Regions from separate parts of the Zea mays genome. Here all the other regions are linked to region 2. Evidence: chromatin contacts called from public Hi-C data. All regions are on one chromosome and are shown on one strand. Each heading gives the region's core, a stretch centred on a gene start, on an enhancer-like site or on the middle of the called end of the contact. The rest is flanking DNA. Distances are from core to core; before and after follow the strand shown. Region 1 holds the start of LOC103638796. Region 2 holds the start of LOC100276090. Region 3 holds the start of LOC100273268.

Evidence for each region. A called contact is a pair of places that touch in the nucleus more often than the background predicts.
Region 1: a Hi-C map of leaf shows a contact between it and region 2, with 7 times the contacts expected there. The contact joins the promoter of LOC103638796 here to the promoter of LOC100276090 in region 2. A contact is called at or near these places in 4 of 25 Hi-C or Micro-C datasets (bundle sheath, ear, leaf and 1 more).
Region 3: a contact with region 2 is called in a Hi-C map of ear, with 2.3 times the contacts expected there. The contact joins the promoter of LOC100273268 here to the promoter of LOC100276090 in region 2. A contact is called at or near these places in 2 of 25 Hi-C or Micro-C datasets (ear and leaf mesophyll).

What each region holds. Positions count from the first base shown.
Region 1 is chr9:105,639,383-105,642,537 of Zm-B73-REFERENCE-NAM-5.0, reverse strand. It overlaps LOC103638796, which reads left to right and starts at 1,668. Exons shown (of 3, transcript NM_001328274.1): 1 at 1,668-1,809; 2 at 1,908-2,077. The coding sequence starts at 1,699. The coding sequence ends at 2,030.
Region 2 is chr9:105,825,817-105,829,068 of Zm-B73-REFERENCE-NAM-5.0, reverse strand. LOC100276090 reads left to right here and starts at 1,704. Exons shown (of 3, transcript NM_001348922.1): 1 at 1,704-1,899; 2 at 2,853-3,036; 3 at 3,198-3,252. The coding sequence starts at 2,866.
Region 3 is chr9:106,009,264-106,012,444 of Zm-B73-REFERENCE-NAM-5.0, reverse strand. It overlaps LOC100273268, which reads left to right and starts at 1,442. Exons shown (of 1, transcript NM_001147709.1): 1 at 1,442-2,400. The coding sequence starts at 1,722. The coding sequence ends at 2,330.

The DNA of each region.
Region 1 (3,155 bases), core at 419-2,918, 190 kb after region 2:
GGTGTGAATTCGTCTGGGACTACAGTTCCCGCCCGAGGCTGGGCTCAGGTGAGATCGCGTCCCTTGGGAGACGAGGCCTTGACCTGAACCGTGCCCATCAGTCTTTGCGGTTTGTGCTGAGGGTGGTTACCAGCCGTGTTTAGGAGTCTTGGGGGTACCCCTAATTACGGTACCCGACAGGGTCGTTGGGTCGCCTGACGATGCTTGTTGCGGCGACGCAGACTGTCCGTGGCTCTGGGCCGGACGATCCGCGACCTAGTGATAGAAGCAGCTTCTTCCCTACGCGTTGTCGAGACGGTCCGCGATCTAGACCGAACGGTCCACGGTGGCGCAGGGTCGTCTTCTTCTCCTCGTAGAACCTAGATCTCACCCTCTGGAGGAGAGACCTTAGGGTGTTTCGGGTCAGCAGGTCACCCGGGGCGTCTCCAGACGACGTAGAGTCGTCTAGAAATTAAGAGATCAATTCAAGGAAGAGATCTTGTTTGAAGTAGACGAAGTAGATCTTGCTCCTCATGATGGGTAAGATCATAGGATCGTTCTGGTGTCGACATGCCAGCACAGGACGAATCTAGACGACGTAGAGTCGAATAGGGGTGGAGTTGGATATGCGGAAGCCTACAACTAAAGCTATGTTAAATCTACTCTTAGGGCAAGAAAAGTAAATAAAGTAGATATGTTCGATTGGAATGATCGGGGGTTCTCAATTGACCGTACCCCTATATATTTATAGGGGAGATGACCTGGACCCGTTTCTAGACGATAACCAACAGATCCAACGTGATTAGATGGATAACCACGTTCGAGATAAGGATAATCGCCCGAATTAATCTAATCACGGGGCGAGCGGAGTGTCCAGGTCCGAGGACGAGACCGTCCGCCACTTTTGATGCTCAACAATAAGTAACTGAGTTTTTGTTTCTCATAGATTTGTAAAAATAAAGTGCCATGAAAAAATACCGGACTTTTTTAGTGCAGCGTAGTAATTTTCTCAAAAATATTTGACAATTACCTTCGCAAGAAAAACTTTAATACAAATATAAAAATAAAAAACGCTATGACAGCATCAAAAACTCGGCCGGGGAGGGAAAGACCGCCCTCCCGGTATTATATTAAGAAGAGACCAAAACATGGTCCCGGCCGAGAAAATCCCCGAACTCTGGCCCCCCATCACTAGCGGGCCGTCACCGCCCACTCTGCAACGGCCCAGCCGGAGGGTGGCGCGCAGGACGTAACCCGGGAGCGGGTGGGGCACAACGAGGGGATTTTTTTAACCAAGCCAGAAATTCGCCCCCGAGGGGGATCGAACCCAGGACCTGGAGGTGCTACTCGGAAGCCTTAACCATTACGCTAGAGGCCCTTTCGCAACGCTATGACAGCATCACCCTAATCCATCTCCCCTCGATTTGGCCCGATCCCTTAGAGCTAGTGCACAGAATAGTCATCAACACCGCAAGCCTTAAAAAAACGCATGGGCCATTGCAACGGGATCCCCTTTCCTCTTTATGGGCTCACCAGTCATTGGCTCGAGATCGATGGATTAGGTGCAAAAGTGGATCGCGGGCCGACGCCAGTACAGCTGTCAGCTCGGCCCACCTTCTCGGCCCGACGCCCTGATTTCCGCTCGTCTTGCTCTCGCACCCTTCCCACTGCCGGCGGCGGCTGAAGGCGGCGCGGTATCAGCTTGGTGATTTGTGAGCGATGGCGCCGCCGGGGTCGCGGCGGTGGGCTTACGTGCGCGTGATGGCCGGCACCATCCTCGGTGGCGTACTTGGATTCTACGTCATGCACCGCGTCGAGACCTCGTACAAGGCACGCCAGATCCAGCCCTGCCCTACTCCCCCACCCCTATGGCTATGGCTAGCGCTGTCGCCAGTTTCCAGCGGACTCGCTCAGCATTTCTCTTGCAGGCGAGAATGGAGGAGAGGCTGCGGAGATACGAGGCGCATCTGCTTGCCAAAGCCAAGGAGTCGCAGCAGTTGCAGGACGAGGCACAGCGGGAGGATAAAGCCCAGTTCCTGCCCGACTCGTGACACCGACATTCTTCCCCTCTTGCGCCTGCTCTTTTCCAAGCTGTTAGGTACGAGCTGCCACTACTAGCTTCCATTTCCGAGGGATCATATGTGAGATACATATTGAATTTATGGGTTAATTCCGGCCATTTTTATCCCCTTTTAGCTCGCATTGTTCAGTTTTGAGTGCATTGTATTGTGACAGCTGTAATCTATACATTTTGTTGAAGCATACATAGTCATCTGGTACAGCCGAAAATCCAACTCTGCCAGGGCACAGTGCTTTGGTTCTCTCTGATTGAACTGTAAACAACTAAAGCATATGTTATGGAGCGACCTATCCTGTTCCAGATTATGCATAATCGTGGCATAATCTAGTCCTCAAGCAGTATTGGCATTAGTGGGTACATTTAGTTTATGTCAAAACCAGCCTGACCAAAATTTTAACCCAATGCTACTGGAGACATGTGCATGGAGCAAATCAAAACTGGTTTTGCCTGGAAACACCGGTGGCCTTATTATTACTGAATTGATAGATTCTTGGATTGTCGTGATCTCAGTAGTCCTGCCTAATTGGGCCACTCAGCAGCAAGACGAAACTTTTGGATCGTTCAATAACAGAACAACCCTTCCAAGGGTGGGCATGGTAATAACATAAAAGGTTGATAATTTTTTCAGGCATCAGTGTGCTAATATAAAGCCAATTTGAATAGAGTAAATATTGAAGAAGGCTTTTCTTGAGGAATGAACCTGTAACTACTAGGTGCTTAAAAAGTAAAAGATAAATAATATATTTTTTTTCTGGCATTTGATTGCTTAATGTGACTATGCGAGTTTGAATCATTGTAGAGCATTCAACTCTCCAACTCCTGCAGTCTTGGTCGATACTAGTCGTATATTTTGAAACAGGAAAAAAAACTTGTAGCTCAGATCTAAGTGCTATTGCTCTCAAGCAACATGATCAAATTTCATCTGTAAGAGACTAGCTAGGCAAATGCCAGAAGCTAGTGATAAGAACCTGAACTGTGCACCTACAATGCAACAAAGCATATCCAGATTCATCTGAAATTGGAAGAATAATATGGTTTGTGAGTTGTGACTGATGAAGTTCTGAAAAGGGCATCTTGCTATTTGTGCAATTCCTCA
Region 2 (3,252 bases), core at 455-2,954:
GCGGGGAGGAACGTTGGTCGACGGGTTGGTGTTGACGCGCGGGGGCGAGCCTCTTCGGCCATGGCCGTGTGGTGGAGAGAGAGGTGGTCGCGAGTCGCGACAGAAGAAGAAAAGCGTTGGGACTCGGGAGAAGAAGAGGAAAAGACAGAAAAATTAGAATGAACTAGCGAGGGCAAAATTACCGACAATGGAAATAAACCAAGATGCAGTTCACTGTGGAGTCTGAAGACGTTTCTGGTGTCCAACTATCTGATTTATGGCATCATGTGCTATTGTTTCTTAAACTTTGTGTTGCTTTATCAAATGGCTGAAGCTTTTGCTTTATCAAACGACGACTATCACTCAAGGTTGGAACTAATATATAGCGATAGTAGTTTATTGTGTCCCAAATTTATAATGGTATTGTTTTAGGATATTTATAAAATTTGTTAATTGTACTCACTATATTAGTATGTATTATAAACCCTATTATATATATGGTGTACTATTATTTTTATTAAAGTTTTCATAAATTTAAAACAGACTCATACATCATTCATGGGTATATATAAAGGACTTTTCTAAACAAAATCTCATTTTAGTGAAGCTAAAGTTGGTTTGAAAGCCAAACACTTCTAGAACACGCTGCAACTTTGAAACAACGCTGCTCAACTCTGAAGTTTATGAAGTTGCGCTGGTTTTTATGAAACTAAGCTGTTTAAAACACCTCCTTAGGGTAAAAAATATGAAATTTCAACTAAAGAGGTACAAAAACTGAATAGATTAGTTTAATCTAGAATATTATTCCACTCTATATCTTTTTAGATTCTTACAATCCAAGTTTTCTAAAATATTACTATTTTGTCACTATTTATAGGATTAAATCGTTTTCTTTACTATTCGAAGGCCTATTTTGTGAACGGTGCACTAACTAGAAGTAACGTATGATTAAGGGCAACAGTGCACTAACCGGAAGCAACATCTTACGAGGGGCAACGAAGCTCTAGCTAGAAGTAACGTATTCTGAGGGGCAACGGTGCACTAACCGAAAGTAACATCTTACAAGGGGCAACGAGGCACTAACTAGAAGTAACGTATTATGAGAGGCAACGATGAACTAACCGGAAGTAACGTATTATAAGGGGCAACAGTGCACTAACTAGAAGTAACGTATCAGAAGGGGCAACGGTGCACTAACTAGAAGTAAAGTATTTCGAGGGGCAACGAGGCACTAACTAGAAGTAACGCATACTTAGTGGCAACGCTGAACTAGCTAGAAGTAATATCTTTTGAGGAGCAACGATGCACTAACTGGAAGTAACATATTACAAGGGGAACAGTTCACTAACCGGAAGTAACGTGTTATTTGGGGCAACGGTGCACTAACGAGAAGTAACGTGTTATTAGGGGCAATGGTACACTAACTAGAAGTAAGTTATTAGATTAACATGATAAATAAAATCACAGAGATTTGACATGGTGAACAACAGCATTAAAGCGTAGGTTTTGTTGTTATGAACCCAACACAACTTGAACGGGTTAAAACGGAGCTAAAACGAGAAAGATATGAAGGTTTAAAGATTCGGGGGGTGAAAACAGAACTAACCGGGAAGTTCAGGGGTGATATCTGAACTGGCCCAAGAAAGTCCGCGGGGAGCGGCCTTGTAGAGGCCCAGTTCGGCTGGCCGCCTTTTTTTTAATCTATTTCTTCTTTTCTATGTTAGAAAATAAAGGGAAATACCCATAAATGGACAACACCAACGCCTTCCCCCACCTCTGTGCCGCCGGCTCCGACGCCTTCCACCGCACCGACGCCGCTGGCTCCACCGCCTACCCCTCCTCGACGCCACTGGTCCTGTTCACGCCTTGAGCCCTCTACTGGACGTCAAGAGAAGTGCTGCCCTGCGAGTTCGAATCCAGGTGACTTGTTTTCCCCATCCAGGCACCTTTTTCCAATTTTCCCGGGGAACCAAAATCCTAAACTATGGGGGGTTCAAAATTGCAAGCTTGTTCAATTACTCATAACCTCACATCAGCCTGTAAACTGCACCTAATCAGATTAACTAAACAAATCTATTGAGGGTTCTTGTCATCTCTGCTTTGGGCTCGCCACATGGTGGCCAGAATGTTTAAGGGCTAGTTTGGTAACCACATTATCCCAAGGGATTTTCATTTTCCTAAGGGAAATTAGTTCATTTTCCCTTGGGAAAATAAGAATCCCTTAGGAAAATTGAGCTCCCAAACTAGCCCTAAGAAAATATTTTTTTCCAACTACATGTGACTGGTGCTTTGTGCTACAACAAATCAGTTAATTTTATTTTATTTTTTCACATGGTTCACTGCTACTAACATGGTTTTATTTTATTTTTTCCTGCAAAAATGGTTGTAGATGGGTCAAAGGAAATTATAACGTTCGAAATGCATATAACATCTTGCCCTCAGACGACACCGTAATCCATTTCAAGATCCAAATCAGAAATGAGAATTTATTAAAATTGATGAACAAGTGACGGCATGAAAATGTATGTCTATTCCCATATATTGTACTAAAAAACTTTGAAGAATCACGTCTGGGGATAAATTCTATTTACTCAATGCAACTATATACGCACAGCTACTTTCTACTCATTATATGTATCAGGATGTAGGTGCATATCACATAGCAAAAAGGGATGAATGATGCTCCCTATCCTTCAGTAAAAACATTGCTTTTATACACGGTTCTTTATTTGTTCCAACATACACCAGTGTTTCTATTATATAGTGACCTATTGATGCACTCTCCTTAATCAGATTTGGGTTTAGATGCTAGTGTGTCATCAATCAAGCTGATAATTATGTTTCTTATGTTATTTTTGTGGTTTTTGGATTAGGCAGAGGCTCTCCATGACTTCATCTGTCTCTGGCTCTTCAAAATCACCTCGTAAGCCTCCGGTGTCGTACCGGAAATGGATGGATGCAGATAATCCTGTTTGTTGCAAGTGCTCAGGTGTTATGTTGGAGCTGACCTCGTGGACCGATTCCAACCCAAGCAGAGGATTCCTTCGTTGCCAAAAGGTTTGTTTTGATTCCACATTTTTTGTGCTATTATTCCACATGTTAGTTTGGTTTTAATTCCACATTTTGTGTTTGAAGGGATCAGAAGGGTGTAATCTTTTCCAATGGGTGAGTCCCCCCCCCTTTCGGACTTTGATAAAAAACTGATGTTACAAGTGCAGGATAAGATTTATGCTTTGAGAGAGGCCAACAACGATCTGAGAGACAGACTTGATG
Region 3 (3,181 bases), core at 193-2,692, 180 kb before region 2:
CCGCTCCTCGATTTCGCTGGCCTGCTCGCCGCGTGGGGCCTCCGCCTCACCGTCGTCACCTCGCCCGCCAACCTCCCGCTGCTCTCGCCACTCCTCGCGGCGCACCCCGGCGCCGGGGCCGAGCTCGCTTCTTCTTGACGGAGGGCACGAGCAGGACGCCAGGACGGCGGCGGCCTCGATGTCGGGTGGGAACTGGGAAGAGATGTGAATGTGATTGGTGGCTGCAATGAAATGGCTGTAGAAAACCTAGCTCACGTCGGACGCCACACGTTTGATTTGGGCCCAAATTCAAAATGGGCCAAAAAATTTTGCAGGTATGTAAAAAAATCGGGGCCCAGCGATAAACAGGAAAATCGTATTTATCGGATACGTTATCGGCGATAAAGTTTTCCCTCATGCCATAAGTATACTCACCTTGCTGAGTTTGTCGCTCGGAATCAGGTGAATCAGATGAAGACTACTACAAAGAGTTTGATGAGCTTTAGGATGTCGTCACTCCGGTCAACCCGTCTATGACTCATTAGCGGGAACGTCACTATCGTCATTTAGATTATTTTATTTAGTTGTTTTTTAAAGACATTATACTTATATAATAAAGTTTGTGACACTGGTTTCTATACACTTAGTCATCATATGTGTGAAATTTTATCTTGGCACACATATAAGATGCATTTGAATTTGTCCTCAAATCCGAGTTGTGCCATAAATTATGCATAAATTTTCCAAAACAAATATAAGATAGTCATAAAGTTAATTACCTTTTTGAAGAAAAAAAACTCTTTTAATCATATCAAGGTCAAAACCAACCCGCTTGTATTTGTAAAATTTTCAAACTCCAAGAACTCCAACAATGGTGGTACTTCGGGCTGGAAACTAATTATAGGGGAATGAAGCAAGGTATATAGAATCAGGGAAGCAGGCTACCACAGAAATAGATTTGTTCCTATCGAAATAGTTCTCCGCTGGTGGTTATAACATATATATATATGGGCTCTATGCTCGCACGCCTGGTATTTTTAGTGAAAGAAGAAACCGAAACAATTTCTATATATACTTTTGTCAACTCATTCGACCCAGCGCTTGAAGCAGCAGATGCATGCGTTATCCATAGTCCACAGCCAGTTCCACACGCTACCGGTTTGGCACTTTGGCTTCGTTGGCCGGCCTGACCATCGACCAAGCTTTCCAAGTCGTTAGTGGGAGGAGACCGATGACAGCGACATCTATTACCATAATTCAGCCAACAAGACCCGGAGTCTACGCCCACCGCGCACCATGCATTGTGTAATCCATCTACAAGATGTCTAAATCTTATCCCTTTGACTGATCCTCAGCACTACTACGCCATGGCCACCAAAGCAGGCTCCTCACTGTCGCCATGCATCAGGCTCGTGGAGGAATCCCTGCTCCTCCCGACGCAAGACGCCGGCCTCTTCGCAAAGGCCTTCGTGCTCATCTTCGCCCACACCTTCCTCTTCATCGCGGTCGCCGTCCACTTCGCTCACCCACTCGCCACGGACATCCTCGCCGACATCAAAGCACAAAGGAGCAGCAGCAGGACCACTACCACTACCGGCGCCGCGAGCTCAAACCACTCCAAGGAGCTTGCGTTGCTAGCGATCTACCTCTGCTACCTCGCGAGCAAACTCGCCACCCAGCTCGTCACCGCCCTCGCCACCGCCACGACCTACTCCGGCGAGCGCCTCACGCGTAAGGTGGTCATGGAGAGGATCGCCGGAGGCGGCGGCCTTCTCGGCACGGCTGCCGTCGCCGGCGTGCTGGAGCTGTCGTTCACGGCTCTACTCGCGGCGCTACTCGTATCCACGTGGACCTACGCTGACGACTCGATCGTAAAGTCTGTGTGTGGCTACTCGATGTTCTCGGTGGCGCTTCTCGTCTACATCTACCTCGCCACGGTGATCCCGGTCAGCGTCGGCGTGTCGGCGGTGGACAGAGGCTGCCACGGCGTCTGGGCGCTCCGCCGGGCGTGGCGGCTCTTGAGAGCAAGGGGGAAGGAGGCTGCCGTGCTCGTGTTCGTCGTCAACATCCTGCCTGCTTTCATCTACCCAGCCCCCGTGTACGCGTTCTCGTACATGTACCCGGCGGACGAGTACTCCCTCTACTACGGACAGGACATGGCGGTCAGGTTTTCTCTCCACGGCCCGGCGATGTGGAGGCAGTGGAGCCAGGGCGTGTGCTGGTTCATGGGCGTAGTTTTCGGATCTGGTCTTCCCTCGGTTGGTGCGCAGCTGTTCTCCATGGTGGCAGCCACGGTGTTCTGCTGCCTCTCCATAGAAACCAACGATGATGCAGCGCGCGCAGTAGTATAAAACTGCTTGACAATTTTGTATTAATTGTCGATCACACCTAAGCTAGTCAAAATTTACCTACTTTAATTTTCGTCATGTTGTGGCCAAGACTTTATCGTTGTTTTATACGAGAGAGAGTTTTACAATGTTTCTCTCCCCAAAGTGTGTGTAGGGACTTAATGTGTTACTGTAGCTACTACAAAAGAGCTATGCAATCTAGGTTTCAAGCCTAACAACTAAATTTAAAAGGTAGAGCACACAACTAAAGTACACAAATAAATGCAAAAGTTTAAATACGATAGAGATACAAACTCATAAGGATGACCACGAGAGCTTCCTGTTATTCTCGTTGGAGCCACTCACAAGCATGACCACATGAGGGCCAAACTCCGGTTCGGGCAACTCTTTTCAACAAAGCAAAAAGGAAGAACATTTCAACTTTCCAGGCCTTGAGAAACAACCGTTGGATCCAATTATGCTCTCCCTATGATGGTGCAGAAGAATTCAAGGAATTGCTCGGCCTTTGGCAGGCCATCAATAGTACACACGAGCTCAACGATTTAGAAGACTCCATTTCTTGGAGATGGACAGATGATGGTGAGTACAGTGCAAGCAACGCTTATAAGATCCAATTTACAGCAAATTATTGCACAATGAAAATTGACCCCATTTGGAAAGCAAAAACTGAACCTAAGTGTCGTTTTTTTGCGTGGACTCTTTTGCATAATAAAGTGTTGACTGCTGATAATCTTCAGAAAAGACATTGGCAATGCAACCCAGTTTGCTGTCTTTGTAACTCAGCATTAGAGACGGTAACCCATTTATGCAAAGATTGCCCTTTCAGTAGAGAGGTGTGGAGCCAAATATTGATA